2 separate regions of the Ovis aries genome follow, and region 2 is linked to region 1. Evidence: chromatin contacts called from public Hi-C data. All regions are on one chromosome and are shown on one strand. Each heading gives the region's core, a stretch centred on a gene start, on an enhancer-like site or on the middle of the called end of the contact. The rest is flanking DNA. Distances are from core to core; before and after follow the strand shown.

Region 1 (6,445 bases), core at 46-2,545:
AGGTATTTCAGCCTTCAAGGTCTGGCTCAAAACTTCCTCCTCCCTGCGGTCTGCCTTAAAGAGGCAGCCACACAGGGAGTGTCTGAACACCTCCAGATAAGTCTTATTCACCCATGTGACCATTCCTGTCTTCTGTCTCTTCTATTAGGCCCTGGACTCTCGGAGGCAGACTTGAATCCTGAGCATCTTTTGTAAGGGTCGTAACTCCCAGTAGGACACATGCTTGACGAATGGTCCATGCAGTTGGTGGGTGTTCTTGCCTTCTATGCCTGAGAAAACCATGATTCAGACTCTCCCTAGACAGGCGGAGGGCAGAAAAATAGCAGGAAGGCTGGAGTGGGTTCTGGAAGGTAAGCCAGCACAGATAGAACAGGCGCCGTATGGCCAGCAGTGACAGGAATCCCCACGGTCCCCTCGTTCCGAAGGCAGTGGCCTCCCAGCAGTGAGGAGTATGTCCTCTGGAGCCAGATGGTCTGGGTTCAAGTCCCAGCCCTGGCACTAACCCCGCTGTGCGGCCGTGGGCAAGCTATTTAACCTGTGCCTTAGTTTCCTCATCTGTAAAAGAGGATCGTAAGAATACCTACCTGAAAGTGTTAGTCGCTCAGTCATGTCTGACTTTTTGTGACCCCATGGACTGTAGCTCACCAGACTCCTCTGTCCGTGGAATTTTCCAGCCAAGAATACTGGAGTGGGTAGCCATTCCCTTCTCCGGAGGATTTTTCCAGCCCAGGAATTGAACCCGGTTCTCCTGCATTGCAGGCACTTTCTTTACTGTCTGAGGTACCAAGTGCTGTTATCAGGATTAAATGAATTAATATGATGCTTCTCAAACTTTCATGTGTGCAGAAATCACCTGGGAACCTGGTTAAGATGCAGATTCAGATTCAGTCTGGGGTGGGACCTGAGATACCACGTTTCTGACAAGCACCTGGGGATGCTGGTGCTGTTGGATCTGACCACACTTGGCCTATTCGGGAATTAACACCCATAAACTAGGAACAGGGCCTGGAGCATGGCAGGGACTGGGGCAGTATCGTCAGCACTGGTGCCTGGTACCTCAGAGAAGGCTCTGAGGACTTTCTGGCCTCTTTCAGTGTACCTTCGCGGTGCTCTGCCCTCTGGAGCCTTGGTGATGCTGGTGCCTCTTCTGTCTGAGGTGGGCTGTTCTGAACCTTCTTGGTGGTCTGTGCTGAAGGCGCTGAGGAGGAACAGGTGTTAGTGGGCAGGTTTCAGGACAGAGCTGAGAAGAGAGACACAGGAAGAGGGCCTGGTGGCAGAAGCAGCTCACCAGGCCCACCCACTTGAGTGTCCGGGCTCACCCCAGTGTGCGCTTCACAGTCTAAACCACACACCTCACAGCTTCCCCTGCCCCCTCCGCTCCTGCCGCCCCCTGCTTCCTGCGGGAAGGGCACAGGTGACTTCAGCCAGGGGCCAGCAGCGCTCTGCCTGGAACCGCAGGCCCGAAGCCCTCGGCCACATCCTCTCGATGGACGTGCCCCTTGGTCCCCTCCTTGCTCTGCCCAGGCCCCCCTACCCCGCCCGGACTCTGGTGCACTGGCCAGGCCTGGTTGGTCCTTGAGTCCTGGCTTGGACAGTGGTGGTGAGGCTGGGGTTCCTGGGTGCTTCTGAAGAGGTGGAGGTTGGGGGATGGGTCAGCCAAGAGGTTGTAGACAGAGAGCTCTGTGTTGGGGGCCTGGATGGCTGAGCATCTGACTCAGCTCTGCCTTCGAGACCTGCCCCTCCCTTGGCTCCTTCATCCCAAGGCCTTTGTTTTCTACCTAATAGGGTTGTTTCCAGGGGGTGCCATCTGGTGACCCATGAAAAGTGGGTATACAAATCATCTTCCTCAGTCTGGAGCAGGCGAGGGCCTCCTGGCAAGTACAGCCGGTTGCTGACCAAGTCCCAGTTTAGGTTATTTCCCAACTCCAGGCCCTGAGGAACGAGCTAGTTACAGCGTTCCTCCGGCCTTGCCCTGAGATGGGGTAATGCAGCCTGGGGCCCTTCATCCTTTGCTGCTTTCAAGTTAGCTCATGAGCTCCCCGGGGCCCATGAGATCAAGGTCACTGGTTTAAGCCCCATGTAGGGGAGGAGGTAAGCGTCCCTCCTTCCCACTCAGGCAGCTGCCCTGACCCTGCCTGGTTCTCTCTTAAATAGGGAGGCTTCAGGGTGGGTGTGCGATGCACCCTCATGCCAGAAGCCCCCTCTGAGGACTGAAAAGAGCCTCTCCCACCACCCTGTGGCTCCTCCTTCACCCTCCTGCACCCCACCCCTGCAGGAAAGCAAGGTGCCCGGTTTGGATTCCCCCAGTCAGAGGATGCCTTTCCTGGAAGATTCTGTCTGACCTGATCCTGTCCTTGTAGGGCTGGGAGGCTGGGCCCAGAGAGGAGTGGTCTGACCGTTTTGGTTCTTGCTTACTCAGCATCATCTGGCCCCCTGTTTCTGGTAACATCACTCATTTCTCTTTGGAGATTAACCTGCATTAGATGACATCTTGGTCAAGCTGTCAATCAAAGTACCCCATCCAACCTCTCCAGCCAAGGGGTGGCCATTTGACCTCATCATAGCCAATGGTACTCTTTGAAGAGGAGTGGAATGGGGCCAGGAAACAGCTGGCGTTTGGTGCCTTGAAGGCATCTTCGCAGCCAGGTCCCTGCAGCTGGTCTGGAATCTGCTCCGCTGAGGTCTTGGTCTTGGGAACCACTCCAGATCCTTTCATTTTTTATTGCCCGAGTTAGCCATAGCCTGTTCCCATGGTCTGCAGCCCCAGAATGGTGATTACCGCAGGGGAAGACGTGTGACTCGGGGGTTGGGGCCGCTGCTGGAACTCAGACCCAGGTCCCTAGATTCCCAGCCTGTGTCCCCTCGAAGGCGCCCTGGCCTGGGAGGAGGGACAGGACTGAAATGAAGCAGAATTATAGCGAAGATACATGTGTTCTCAGCTCCAGCCTGGTGTTGGGTGGGGATGTTGGTGGTTTGACTGCTGGGCAGAGTGTGAGGAGGCCCGTGAATGTGGGAGGGGGTCAGCCAGTGCTCGAGGCTCCCTGCCACCCTCACACATGCCCTGGCCCTGCCCAGAACCCCTGGCACGTGGTAGAAACTCCCTCCGGGTAGGGATGAGGGGGTGCAGGCCTTCCCTAGAGAAGGAGGAATTGGTAAACAGAGCATGCGCTGATCTGGTTCGCGCTGATCTGGTTCACACAAATCAGGGTGGGTTTGTGACTCTGTGCAGTGGGAGGATTCACAACGGGTTGAGTCTAACTCATCCTGAAAGTGAAACCAGCCACCCACCAAACATGGGGGCCTCCGGCAGGCTGTCTCTTTATTAACCAGCACCCAAAGTGGAAACCAGTCAGTGAGAGAGATTCAATGTCAGCCAGCTCACTGAGTGTGCATGGGCCTCCCAGGCATTCAATCATGGAATCGGCTAGGAGGACATCAGCTGTGACTGCCTTTCTAGAGTCACCTACAACTGGAGAACACAAGGCAGGTTTTTGTCTTAAACCCTCCTGTTTTGCCCTCAAGAGCTAGTGCTCACGCCTGGCCATCAGATCTGCATGACAACACAGATTTTATTCCAAGGGCCCCAGCAGAGAGAAAACCCCAACAGACACACTCCTCTTGTGCCCTCTCACTTGGTTCCCACTTTGCCATCACCCTAGCTAGTCAGCTCTACATGAAGAGTGGGATGGTGTGTGTGTGTGTGTGTGTGTGTTAGTCCCTCAGTGGTGTCCAACTCTTTGCAACCCCATGGACTGCAGCCCACCAGGTTCCTCTGTCCATGAAATTTCCCAGATGAAAATACTGGAGTGGGTTGCCATTCCTTTCTCCAGGGGATCTTCCCAACCCAGGGATGAAACCTGGGTCTCCTGCATTGCAGGTGGGTTCTTGACTGTCTGAGCCACCAAGTCCCGGGATGGGGTGGGGGGCTAGTAATTAAAGATGATTTTGAGTCTTAATCTGCATGCTAAGTGACTGTCCACCCTGCCTGGCTTCAAAGCACCTGTGTCAGTCAGGAATATCAAATGCAAACCAAAGACCCCACCTGGCCGCTTTCGTTAGGAAAGCATTTGGTTCAGGATCTTCTGCAGCTCAAGAATCTCTATAAACCAGGCTTGGAGGGGTACAGTTTCTGAAATGCTCTGTGTCACCCTCACCAGCCTCCTGGAGTTCTCTGCCTCCTAACCCGCATCCCTGGCTCCCAACCCGAGGGAGGTCTGCAGCAGACACTCCTGAATGGGTGAGCCCGATCATGTGCTCACTGCCCCCGTTGCAAGGGAGACTGGGAAAGTAAAGCTTGAGCTTGTTGCTTGGGACCCAGGGCTCCTAAAGAGGTAAACACCGCAAACACAGGAAAGGTTTGCAAAGCTGCAGTGTGACCACAATGAAAAATAAATATCCGGCCAGTACCTAAGAAGAAACATCCCCAACAGAGGGTCCTTGTCAGCCCTCAGCCCCACTCCTCCCTCCTAAAGTCGGCTTCCTCACACCTCGTGGCCAGCAGCGTGTTCTCTCTGGGGCAGGCCTGGTGGTTGGTGTCTTGCTGTGGGTTGAAGTTAAAATAAATGACCATTATTTTAAGTAAGAGAATTTCACGTTTAAAAAAACAATTCTCAGTTTTCTGCTTTTTGTGAAAATTGAGAATTTCCTGGCAGTATCGAGCCGTCGTTCCCATCTGCCATCCCACAGCAATGGAGACCCCAGTTTACCATGGTTTCCTCCTGCCAGCCTCAAGCATGGGTTCCTGTCTGGCCCCTGTTTCATCTGAGTTGGGGTCCCCAACCCAAACCCACAGTGAGGGGGAGACAAGGCCACCTCCCTCACCGAAAGAAAAGTCTTTGATGTTGGGAGGCCAAGGGAGTTGGATGTATTGCAATGAATTGCCGATTGTCCGAAAACTACTTGATCCCTGATATCGCTACAATACAGCTGGGGTGGCCCTCGAGTGGGCCTGCGAACCTGAGTGAGTAAAAATGATGTCAAGAGAAGCCTGTATTAAACTTGGTAGAGCCCCTGTAGGAGCACACAGCTGGGGAAGCTTCGAGCTGCAGGTGTGGGGGAGTAAGGACAGGGCCTCCTCCCACCAGCATGCTTCCCAGATTGCCACCCAGAGGGGCCCTTCTCCATGAATCCTCGATGCCGGCCCAACACCTTCCGTGGCTTTGCACTTGCCCAGAGCGCCCCCTCATCTGGCTCAGTTCAGCCCCTTTGTTCTGAAGGAGACTCATGGTCTTTTCTATACCCTCATTGTGGTTGTTTCAGAATCTGCCAAAATATGGTTGCCTCTCTTCTCTCAGTCCCACCTTATTTAGATCCCTGAGGTGGCGATGAGACGCACATACCAGGATGCCAAGAATCAAGGGCCAGGGGAAGGTTTCACAGTCTGTCTGTATGATCCTGGGCCAGGTGGTAGCCAGATCTGCCTCACCTTGCCCCTGCCTACAGCCTGAAGCAGGCATCTTCGCTGCTCAGAGGAGTTCAGAGTTCCCGTTCTCAGGGTGCAGGCAGCCATCTAGGGTTCCCACCCCTGTGGCCAGGCTTGACTGGGGCCATCATTCCAGAGCTGGGTGAGCTTCTGACCCTGTTTACTGCTCACCTCCAAGCAGACACTGTAGACAGTACTGACAGCTGGGGACAATCTAAGCGAAGGGACATTTAAATGTTTTGCCATTCCTTAATAAAAACACCCCAGAAAAGAAAAGCAAGCAAGCATAACCTCTAGATAGAGAGGAACTTCTCACAGACACTTTGCAAAGATCACACGTCCTCTTTCCTCGCTGCAACACCTAGATTGTCTTCTGAGAAAGATCACAGATCTTGGTGAAACCTACTTAAGAATAAGAACAAGTGAAAAGATCTTTTTTCTACCTGTTTCTCACGGGAAAGGGGGGGAAACCGCTGTGGGAGCTGTCAAAGGGGCCTCAGAGCTTCCCTGACTGTCCCCGTAGCAGGACTCTGGCCTGGCAGGCAGGAGACGGGGCTGAGGAGCGGTGTGACTGTGGACAAAACACTTCCCTTCCTAGGCACCATCGGCACAGGGAGGTGACCCCAGCGTTCCTCTGTAGAGCTTGGAATTAAACAGGAGTAGTAGGAGGTCTCGGAGAAGGCAATGGCACCCCACCCCAGTACTCTTGCCTGGAAAACCCCATGGATGGAGGAGCCTGGTGGGCTGTAGTCCATGGGGTCTCTAAGAGTCGGACATTACTGAGTGACTTCATTTTCACTTTCCACTTTCTTGCACTGGAGAAAGAAATGGCAACCCACTCCCAGTGTTCTTGCCTGGAGAATCCCAGGGATGACAGAGCCTGGTGGGCTGCCGTCTATGGGGTCGCACAGAGTCGGACACGACTGAAGCAACTTAGCAGCAGCAGCAGCAGAAGGAGGTCTGGTGTCTGGTGACCCTTGAGGAGAACCTCAGCCTCCACCAAGGGTCCCAGGCTTTTACAGT
Region 2 (6,089 bases), core at 3,203-5,702, 110 kb before region 1:
CTCCCGGAGTTTGCTCAAACTCATGTCCATTGAGTCAGTGATGCCATCCAACCATTTTATCCTCTGTTGTCCCCTTCTCCTCCTTCCTTCGATCTTTTTCATCATCAGGGTCTTTTCCAATGAGCTATCTCTTCGCATTAGGTGGCCAAAGTATTGGAACTTCAGCTTCAGCATCAGTCCTTCCAATGAATATTCAGGGTTGATTTCCTTCTGGATAAGGGATTAGTATACACAATATATACAGAACTTCTAAAACTCAACAACAGATAAACATACAGCCCAATTAAAAAATGGGCAAATGACTTGAACACACATTTTTTCCAAAGAAGTTATACAAATGGTCAGTAAACACATAAAAAGATGCTCAACATCGCTGATCATCAGAGAAATGAAGAACTACAGTGAGATACAGTCTCGTATCCATTAGGGTGACTATTGTTTTACAAAAGCAGACAAACAGGAAACAACAAGTGTTGGCAAAGATGTGGAGAGATTGGATCCCTTGTGCACTGTCGGTGGGAACGTAAAAGGTACAATTGCTGTAGAAAACGACAGGGGGGTTCCTCAAGAAATTAAAAATGGAATTACCATTTGATCCAGAAATTCCACTTCTGTGTATAGACCCCAAGGATTGAAAACAGAGCCTCAAAGATACCCACATTTGTGGCCGCATTATTCACAATAGCTGAAATGTGGAAGCAACCCAAGTAGCCATTGATGGTTGCATGGATAAGCAAAATGTGGTCTATACACGTGATGGAATATGATTCAGCCTTAAAGAAGAGGAAATTCTGCAAAACGAAGAATTTTTTGAAGTAATTCTGCAAAATGAAGAATGTCTGCGAGCTCCATCCACGCTACATGGAACGTGAGGACATTATGATAAGTAAAAAAAGTCCCAAAGGGACAGGTACTATATGATTCCACTTATATGAGGTCCTTTGAATAGTCAAGATCATAGAGACAGAAAGTAGGACAGCGGTTGGTAGGGGTTGGGGGGAGGGGGCGGGGAGTCACTGTTTAATGGGGACAGAGTTTCAGTTTTACAAGGTGAAAAGAGCTCTGGGGGGTTGCTGGATGCACATTATGAGTGCATTTAATACCACGGAACTGTACACTTCAAGACAGTTAAGACGGTGATTTTTATGTTATGTGCATTTGTGGTATGTATTTACATATTACAAATGTATGTGTATATTATACGTGTTTATACATGACATAGTATCGCAGGTTGACACATTTGGAATTCTGCAGCGAGATCTAGCTTGCTGTATGCGTCTGGGCATCGTCACCATGCAGACGACCACAGGGTCACGGAACTGCGTGAGGTCACGGTGGCTTTGGAGTGAGAAAAGGACTGAGATCAGATCCCCGTGGAGCACTGTGCTAAAGGTTCCAAGCTGGATGAAGGGCCCAGAGATGAGAGTGAGGTTAGACAGGCAGAAGGCCTGCAGGAGAGAGGTCAAGGAAGGCCAGGGCAGGATTTAGAGACATCAGCTGTTCCTGTTTACCTGGCACCTGCTCTTCCTTAACCAGAGAGGGTCTTAGCTTTCTTTTGGGACCAGCATACCTCCACGTTCAGTCCAGGTGATTTATGAGGCTGACCTCATCCGTAGCTCCAGGAGGCAGATGGAGAAGGCATGACCCAGGTGCAGCTAATAATATTCCATCCCCTGGCTGTGGTGACTGGTTCAGCAGTAGTCCCATGACTGAAGTAGGGCCAGTGAGATTCAGTCCTGGGACTTCTGCCAGAACAAGGAGGAAAACAAAACTTTCAGGTGTGATTTCTAGCTGGGTAGATGATACAGATCTGGAGCCTCTTGTACCACCAGAAGGAGCCTGAGAATTAAGCCGAAGCAGAGGGTGGGGAGTGGGGAGATGCAGAGCAAGAAAGATTGAGTCTGGATGATGTCTTACGAGGGCGCCCAGGTGATGCAATGGTAAAGAAGCCACCTGCCAGTGCGGGAGACACAGAAGATGTGGGTTCAATCCCTGGGGCCAGAGGATCCCCTGGAGGCAGAGATGCTCACTCCAGTATTCCTGCCTGGAAAATCCCATGGAGAGAGGAAACTGACAGGCCAAAGGGTCGAAAAGAGTCAGACACGACTGAGGCCGGCCCCACGGATGACATGATATGAGCTTCTGGACCCATCCTTGCCTGAAGCCTGAACAACCATGAATAATTCCCTTTTTGGCTATGGCAAACATTAAAAATTGTCTCACTCAACACTATTCCCAATCCATCTTCCCCTTTCCTTCCTCTGGGACAGAGTCTGGAAAGCTAAATTATTATTCCCGAGCCAAGGGTGGCCATGTGACATTTTACGACCAATAAGGAAGTTCCTGGGGAAGGGTGCTCCTTCCTGAGTAAAAGGAAATTCTCATTAAGAGAATGAGTTTGGGGTCCTTTGCCCTTCCGCCTTCCTGCTGCTTGGAATGTGCCTGTCAGGCTAGGGCAGGGGGGTGAGTGTGTGGCCACCATCTGGCAGATACGCAGCAGCAAGCTGGAGATACATGACAAGCGCTAAGAATGATGGGACCAAGACACCGGCAGAGCCGAGACTCCCGACGGCATCACAGGACCGCTGCTTCAGGCCTGGGCGGCCTCTTCCCGACGTTTTGCTGAATAGGCAATAAGGCCCCCTACCTGATCAAACGGACTCATTTGAAAAGACCCTGATGCTGGGAAGGACTGAAGGCGGGAGGAGAAGGGGATGACAGAGGATAAGATGGTTGGATGGCATCACTGACTCAATGGACATGAGTTTGAGTAAACTCCGGGACTTGCTGATGGACAGGGAGGCCCGTGCTGTGGTCCATGGGGCCGCAAAGAGTCAGACACGACTGAGCGACTGAACTGACTGACTAACCGACCTGATCAAGGCCCTGCTGCTGGGTTTCTGTTACCTGCGACAGAGTGGAGTCTGTAGACACCAGGAGCTCGGGCAAAGGAAGCCAAGTAAATGTGAAGCAAGTATGCTTAAAAGGGCAGGGAGTGCAGCCAAGTGATGCAGACAGGCTGGGAGAACGGAGCCTGTGATGGAGTCCTGGGTGAGCCCACTTGCCTTCTCTTCCCCTCCCCTCACTGTGCTTTTCTGTCCTGCTCGTGGCCTCGGCTGCAGCTCCCTTGGTCAGTTCTGCGGTGTTCAAGGAGTGGTTCCTGGAGGCCCGCCCACTCACAGAGTACTTCCTGTGATTTTTCAAAGCACCCAATTCTCCACCTTAAATCCCTCTCTACTGAAGATAACTAGTGTGGTTTTAGTTTCTGCACGAAAATATGACTGATACAGGATCAAGAAGTGGCCCTTGGGTCTAGGAATCTGGAAGTCCCCAATGACCTTTGAGAGAGTGGTTTCAATGGAGGGGTGGCGAGGGGCGATCTGTTTTGGAGCTCCATTGGTGCCTTTGAAGAACATGGCCTAATACATAGATGCAGGCCAGTCTCCAGAAGTACAGTGCTGCGGGAGAGCCTGAGTGTGTAGATTTAGCTCCCAAGTGTGTCTTTGGCTCACTGGGGTCTCTTGTCTCCAGCCCTTCTAGGCCTAGTCCCTGGACACCTCATCTTTGTGTATTGACGTCTGGGGTCTGGTCTTGCTACAGGTGGGCCACAGAAAAACCAGATTGCAGTGGGTGAGGGGTTTCCTAAGAGGTAAGGCCAAGAGATGGCTTGGATAGGGGGGTAGAAGCTTGGGGGAACACAGGCAAAGCCCCAGGACTGTTCCTCCCTAGGTTGGGAGGCTCGGTGTGGGAAGGGGTGGATGTGGGAAAGCAGCTGGAGATGCTGCAGAAAGATCAGAGCAGCATCCCAGAGGCGAGCAGAGGGACAGACGATGAAGAGGGAGACCTGGCCGGGCGGCCTCAGCCTCCCGGGGATTTAGGAGTGTCCTTTGGCTCTCACATCACTGGCCACGTGCTCATGGCTCTCCAGCAAGTGAAGGGGGTGGGCGTGATCACACAGCTGACTCCAGGTCCGTGAGTCGGGGGAGAAGGAAGTTGGAGGAGGACCCATCTCTGGCTGGGTTAGAGTGAGTTGGGAGTTGAGGTCTACTGAAGGAGAAGGTGTGTGGTTCCTGAATAGGTGATGGTCAGAGGGCCCCGGGCGTGTGTGAAAGAGCGCCCTCAAGGGCTCAGTAAGGGGATGGCTGAGACCTCAGTGCCTTGCCAAAACTGAAGTTGAAGTTGCCCCAGTGGACTTTCTCCAACCACTGTGTGCAGCCCATGAATGGGCTGGGTAGGGGGTGGAGGGTAGGGAGGTAGGCAGGCAGCCAGTGTGTGGTTGGGAGAACAAAGTAGGGAGAAATTAAGGGTGCTTTGGGTAACTTGAGCAGGAAGAGCAATCTGAGAATAAGCTGCTGTCTGGGGTGTGGAAGGGAGGACAAGAAGTGGGGCCAGGGCAGGAGGCCGAAGCTGGGTGAGGGTGGGTCTGGGAAAGCCTGGAGAGGGGACAGATATCTCTCCCTCTCCCAAGATATTTCATACTCAGTGACAAGTATATGGTAAGAGGGATTTTCCACGCTTATATTTCTAGTCTGGCTCCTTCCCCTGCTCCAGGCACATCATCCAACTCCATACTTGACATTCTCATGTCCAATAGTCTTCTCAACCGAAATTTCCAGAATGGAAGCCTGAATTCCCCATCCTGCAAACCCTCTCCTCCCACCATCATCCCCTCCTGGTTAAATGGCACGTCTACCTGCCAAGTTGCTAAGAATGAAACTGGCACCGTCCTTGACTCCATCAGCCTGTAGACCGCACAGCATATATCTTGGGTCTAGCCACTTTACAGCTTCTCCACCACCACCTTGGTGGTCCTAGCCTCAATCCTGTCTCACGCGGACATTTCTGTGATGATAGAGTCTCCCAGCTTCTGCCCCTGTTCTACAATGCTCTATTCCTCACATGGCCACCAGAGGGGCCCATATTGATGTGGCTCCCGTGGCTTCCCTGTTCACAGATTGCCTGCACAGTCGTGCCTGGCGCCTGTCGGCCTGCTGGCCACTTGGCCTAGTGCACTTCATTCAAGCTCCACGGGCCTTTTTGCTGCGCCTGAGAACACTTCGAGCTCCTCCCCACCTTTGCCCTCGGCAGGTCCCTCCTGCAGTGCTCAGCCTTCGATCTTTGAGAACTCAGCCTGGTTTCTAGTCAGACTGAGTCTGCCTCTGCCCTTCTGTGTCATTCTTTTCTCCCCAGCCTCCTTTGTTATCTTCTCAGGGCACTTTCACCACCTGTATTTCATTCTACTTATTATATTCTTTATAGTCCGTGTCCCTGCCGGCTCTGAGCTCCCCTGGGCAGAGTCTCGGCCTTTTCCACGGCCATGTCCCCAGGGCCCGGTGCCCAGCAGGTTGTTGAATATGCACTGAGTAGCGCATGTCAGCCTGGAGTGGTACAGGTGACCTGCAGTCCGGGAGGGTCCTCCCCACCCCCCAGGCCAGGGCCTGATGAAGGTGTCTTCCCTCCCCTTCCCTGCTTAGGGTTAGGGCTCCAGCTCACCCACCTGAGAGCAGGCAGAGCTGGACAACTGACCATAGCAAGGGCACAAGGAAAAAGGTGAGAGTGATGCGGTTCAATGGCTGGGGGTCCGTGTGGGAGGAGGGAACGCTGAGAGCGGATGGAGCAGAAGCTGCCCCAAGACTCCTGGCCTCTGGGCTCGGAGCCAAGGGGTCTCTGTGCCTTGGTTTGTCCCGTGTGGTTCATGTGGGGCCTGAAGGCTGACAGGCAGGCCGACTGGAGGATGGGGGTGGTCCCTGCTCCTATCTGCTCATGGTAAAGGCAGGGGCTGTGCTAAGGAGTGGAGAGGTGAGTGGCGGCAGCTGAGGAGTGGAGAGGTGAGTGGCGGGAGCTGAGGAGTGGAGAGGTGAGTGGCGGGAGCTGAGGAGTGGAGAGGTGAGTGGCGGCAGCTGAGGAGTGGAGAGGTGAGTGGCGGGAGCTGAGGAGTGGAGAGGTGAGTGGCGGCAGCTGAGGAGTGGAGAGGTGAGTGGTGGGAGCTGAGGGCAGGGAACGCGCAGTGCAGAGTCTTGGGGAGACATAGCATCTGGCCTGGCGGGAGGAGGAGCAGCGATTTCGGGCAGGGAGAATGGTGGGTGCAA

The links. A called contact is a pair of places that touch in the nucleus more often than the background predicts.
Region 2: a Hi-C map of tail adipose tissue shows a contact between it and region 1, with 3 times the contacts expected there. The contact joins the promoter of RAC2 here to the enhancer-like site in region 1. A contact is called at or near these places in 8 of 16 Hi-C or Micro-C datasets (blood, liver, mixed tissues and 3 more).

What each region holds. Positions count from the first base shown.
Region 1 is chr3:181,197,676-181,204,120 of ARS-UI_Ramb_v3.0, reverse strand. No RefSeq gene overlaps it. Among named protein-coding and RNA genes, the nearest start is that of IL2RB, 7.4 kb to the right of the region's middle. Within about 2 kb of position 1,295, at least 9 of the 54 cell types and tissues checked have an H3K27ac peak or open chromatin away from gene starts, as enhancers often do.
Region 2 is chr3:181,307,399-181,313,487 of ARS-UI_Ramb_v3.0, reverse strand. RAC2 (Rac family small GTPase 2) reads left to right here and starts at 4,452. Exons shown (of 7, transcript XM_060414176.1): 1 at 4,452-6,089.